Linked DNA regions of Gossypium hirsutum: region 2 is linked to region 1. The links are chromatin contacts, called in public Hi-C maps. All regions are on one chromosome and are shown on one strand. Each heading gives the region's core, a stretch centred on a gene start, on an enhancer-like site or on the middle of the called end of the contact. The rest is flanking DNA. Distances are from core to core; before and after follow the strand shown. Region 1 has its middle 31 kb from the start of LOC107909734. Region 2 holds the start of LOC107907881 (anther-specific protein BCP1).

What was found. A called contact is a pair of places that touch in the nucleus more often than the background predicts.
Region 2: a contact with region 1 is called in a Hi-C map of leaf, with 8 times the contacts expected there. The contact joins the promoter of LOC107907881 here to the enhancer-like site in region 1. A contact is called at or near these places in 8 of 34 Hi-C or Micro-C datasets (callus, hypocotyl and leaf).

What each region holds. Positions count from the first base shown.
Region 1 is chrD02:58,608,922-58,611,433 of Gossypium_hirsutum_v2.1, forward strand. No RefSeq gene overlaps it. Among protein-coding and RNA genes, the nearest start is that of LOC107909734, 31 kb to the left of the region's middle. Within about 2 kb of position 1,255, at least 3 of the 9 cell types and tissues checked have an H3K27ac peak or open chromatin away from gene starts, as enhancers often do. A contact at or near this core is called in leaf, where this site is marked.
Region 2 is chrD02:58,683,137-58,685,648 of Gossypium_hirsutum_v2.1, forward strand. It overlaps LOC107907881 (anther-specific protein BCP1), which reads left to right and starts at 1,256. Exons shown (of 1, transcript XM_016835192.2): 1 at 1,256-1,573. The coding sequence starts at 1,256. The coding sequence ends at 1,573. LOC107909738 (actin-related protein 3) reads right to left here. Exons shown (of 9, transcript XM_016837377.2): 9 at 2,262-2,512.

The sequences.
Region 1 (2,512 bases), core at 5-2,504:
TTAGTTCTTTTGTGTACGTTAGTGGTTGTTATAAAAAAAAGTAAAATATATTTTTAACTCTCAATATTTACATTTTTTTATATTTGGTTCTTACCCTTTAAAAATAGATAAATAAGTTTAAAAATTACTTTTTCATATTTTAAATTAAAACATAAAAAATTAAAAAATATATTTAAAAAAAATTAAAATTATGAAAAAAATAAGTCATTTAAAATATATAAAATTTTCAAAATGCAATGTTATCTAAACTAGACTAGTTAGTCGAATTGGTTAGATCGAAAAAAGGCTAGGTTATTGATCCGGTGGGAGGTAAAAAAACCATTTGATCAATGAATTGGTACGAACGGGTTAAATTAGACTAAAAAAACTTTTTTTTTTGAAATTTTGGCAATGTGTCTAGAACTGGATTGATGGTTGAACTAGTCAAACCAATTAGTTCCCATTCGAATGGTCCAATCGGTTCAAAACAAATAAATTATTAAAAAATAAAAATATACAAAATTATAAAAATAGGTTTCAACCGGTTTTTTAGCTCTATTCAACCAGCTCGTACCGGTTTACAGGTCAACCAAGTTTTTACTTCTCATTGGATCGATACCCCAGTTGATTTTCGATCCAATCTGGTTTAGACAACATTGAATTTTGGAATTTTTTTATATTAATTTTTATTTAAATAATTTTTATTTTTCATAATTTTAGATTTTTAAGTATATATTTTTAAATTTGTTATGATTTTATTTAACACATGATAAAATTTAATTTTTTATTTTTTATTTACTTTAAAGTGTAAGGACTAAATTGATAAAAATTATAAATATTGATGGCTAAAAAAGTATTTTATATTTTTGATAAGGGACTGAGATTTTCAAATAAAAAGACAAAAGGATTCAATATTTCAAAGAAACATTTCACATATTTAAAAGAGAGTAAAATTTACAATTCAGAATAAAAGTAAAAAAGAATTACTTTGCAACAATGAATTGTAGGGATAGACACCAATAACCATGTTTTCCTTTTTTATTTGCTTTCCATTATATATGTATTTTTTAAGAGAATCAATTTCACTATTTGTAGAAGAAAGTAAGTCACTAAACATTAAAATCCCATTGTAACAAATTCAATTCCTTCAAAAACACCCTCTTATTTTCCTACCAAAACAAAAAAAAAAAAAAAAACGGTGCACAATAAATAGGGACGAAAGAAGTTGAAATTTTAATAGAACAAGAAAATAGTGATACCCTGTAGAAAATGCAAGGCCTTCCCCAACCTTGGCTATCTGGGCCACTTGTGGGCTTTAAATTTGTGAGCTTAAATTAGAATAGTTTAGAACTGAAAATATGTAAAAAATCACTTTAACTTTTCAGTGTAATTAATTATTATTTTTAACTTCCCTAATTTTTTTATATATAAAATGAGATCACATTACATCAGAAAAATCGTGTAGAGATTCAAGGATTTCATCCAGGGCTACATGAATGAAACATTGTCCAAAGGTCTTGAGAATGTCAATTTTGCCAAACCATCCGTTACCTTATTGCCTTCTCTAAAAATATGTAGTAAGTGAATAGTGCAATCTCGTTGGAGAATCTCTTTGATGAAACGGATCATAAAAGATTCACATTGCTTCCTTACTATATGTCTCAAGCACCACTTTTTTCAAATCCCTAAATCTAGTATTTTTTTGAATCCAAGAACCCACGCAATACTAACATGATAGCCAAAATGCTTTTATCAGTTGTGGGCTCCTTGGCCGTCCGTTAATTCTACAGGACTGTCCATATCCAACTTTATTCATGTGAGATTGTTTAAGTCCATAAAATGATGATGCAAGTTAGAGAAATGCAATTAGGCATCACACTAAAATATAAGGATCTTTGGTACAGCCAAACAATTAGTTCCATAAACTACCAATTGAGCCAATCATTAGGAATTGGTTGACTTCTTCTTCCTCTCTAAATTATTCAAGGGAATGTTAGGAGTTATATAATTAAAGTTTAGAAAATCAAATATTTAGCAACCCTATTTTATATTAAAAAAAAGAAGGGAATAAAGTTGACAAACAAGATGTGTTATTTGTTCCTTGCAGTAATTACGTACTTTTTTGGATTCTTGTCAAACAATCAATCTATTAGTATATTGATGTTTAGCATAATAAGAATCATTTTTGGAGTTTTCTTTTCGTATCACCCAAGTTTGATAGGCTCCTTAATTTGTCTTTTAATTTTGTTTTTCCGCACAAGGAAAATTTCACGCATAATATACATGTGGATTGTTATGTAAATGATATGTCGGCACTAAAATTTAATTAATGATTTTTAATTTTTAAAATTTTAAAAAATTAATTAGATGCTAATATGTCATCCACATGTATACCACATCAGCAAAGTTAAAAAACGTTAAAATTTTCATCTATTTTGGAGTGATTTGATAAAAAAAATGTAAGTTCAAAAGCTAAAAAAGATAAAAAAAATATTAAATGAATGGCTAAAATAATTTTTTCTATAAAATTAGA
Region 2 (2,512 bases), core at 6-2,505, 74 kb after region 1:
CTAACTATTTAACACAAGGTAAAAGCAACCTCATTCATGTACAATTATTTACACTCACTCTACTCAAAGTGTGAGTAAGAAACCTCTCCGACCAAGGACAAACTACCCAAGAAAAAATATCCTACGAACAAAATAAAGCATTCAAACCTCATACCTAAGTAAGCTAGTCGACAACTTTAATTCATATATATAATTCAAACTTAAATAACATTTATCTTATCAGCTTGTATGTTAAATCTGAATGATCCTCAATCGATTAGTTATTAAGCCCTAATTAAAATGGTGATAAGTCCTTGTGAAATTCAAACATTTCAAAGTTTTCAAAAACAGTGACTTTCTTATCAAAGATTTTGTGCAAATTTATTTGGTTGTTTTTTACAATTAAACCTTATATTTGTTATCTATTTTGAAATACAAAACATTTAATATAAATATATAATTTAATAAATAAATAAAAATTTGTTGTTGTTGAAACCCATATTGCAACATTAAATCTAACCTTCACATAAATCAAATTAATGAGTTGATTAATTCAAACAAGATGTACAGGGCAAAGCTAGAAAACCTTTTTAGGGGACGAAATTAAATTATAATTTTTATGATAGTAAAAATATAATTGTTAAAGAATTAAATAAAAAATTTATTATTTTTAGGGAAGCCAAAGTGTAATTTTATCTTTATCAATTTAAAATTTTTAAAACTTTAAAAGGCCAAAATAGAAATCTTTCTCCATTTTTCATTTTAAGGGGCCAGGATCCCTGCCAACCCCCTAGATTCGCCCCTAAATATGAGATTCATATCTTATGATAACATTCCGTATTGTTAGTAATACTATCATAGTCACAAATTATTATGATTTTGAAATAATTTATTTTTTTTTTAAATAAATTTCCCTCGTAGGATAATGATATCAGTGTTTATTAAGTCATAAGACATTGGGTAATGAAATGAAATGGAAAAAATGAAAGAAAATGATTTAATTAATAAAAACAAGGTGTAGCGCAACAAAATATGCATGGTTTTCCAGAATCATCGGAAATGGATGTGAACTAGGAAGCCGTGCTTTGCGTTGAAGCATTGCCCTATTTTTGGCCAAATTGAAGGCTTTATAAACCTCTCCCACTCCTCCTCCGTAATTGTGCGGGTATAAATTTTCCATTCATATAACCAACCCTTAGAGAACAACATCACCCCATTTCTTTTTAATTACTGCTTCTTGTTCTCTTCCTTCTCACGTACCCCACCAATATCAATAATGGCACGCCAAAGCTTTGTTCTTGCTTTGGTCTTTATAGCTCTTGTCGGGTTGGTTTCCGCCGCCAATACAGCTTCTAAAGCACCATCTGCAGTCCCAGTACCCGATGATGATACCATCGGCAACACTGATGATGGAGCAGGTGCATCCTCCCCCGGTGCTTCTAATGACGCTGTTGCTGCCCCTCTTGGCAGTGAGCAGGAAGCTAAAAGCATGGCTCCTGCTCCTTCTAGTGATGCAACCACCACAGGTGTCTCTGCCGTTGGGGCGGCTGCTCTCACTGGGGCAGCTGCCATTGCTACCTACTTCGTCTTCTAAATTAGCTTCGTCTCAATCCAAGTAGTAAACCTCGAAAAAGGGTCTTATTAACCATAATTTGTACGTCTACTTTAATTTCATAGTCTGGTAAAATTGAGGTTTGCAAAGGCAGCTGCTTGTATTTGTTTATGAATAAAACTAATGAATATATATACATAAATAGGAAACTTATATGAATTTTTGGATTTCAAAAATAAGGTTCACATTTTTCATTTAAAATATAGTAAAATAATAATAATTGATTAGTCCATGTAATATTCGTTACCATAAGCATAAAATCTCAATCCCCTTTATAATCTATATAAAATATGACATTTTTATTAAGAAACAAGCACTAGTTATAAAATAATAAGCCCTACTTTGGTTAACAATTCAAGCAAAAGCATTGGGGTTAGAAACAGCAAATCGAAAGTAGAAATAATTAAATCTTTGGTTTTTAACAAGTGTTCCTCGTTTTAGGGTCCAGTAAAGCTCAAAAACCAATCATGGCTCCCTTAGATAGTGTTTTTGAGCTTTTGATTTCATGACAAACACATTCACCAATATAATAATGTTTCTTAGCATGCAACAAAGACAATAAACTTGGAAAATGGGAAGGATATAAATCCCATATTCAGAAAAGGATGAAAACATCATTATTGTACCTAGTCTGCACATTGACTGCTTCGCACAGTACACATATACCATATTTGCTAACATCTCGATTAATATTATTATACCAAACGAAGGACTAATATCAATTACAAGAATGTCAGAAAATAAATTTCTTAGATCAAAATTACTACTCCAATTTTGCTTTATAACAGAAAATGTACCTAAACTTTGTAAAATCTCTATCACATCCCTAAGTAAGCTAAACATTGTAAATGGAATTCAGCTCCTCAGATTTATATCTGATATTCCTAGGCGACTGTGAGGACCCTTTTTAACTCCAAATTA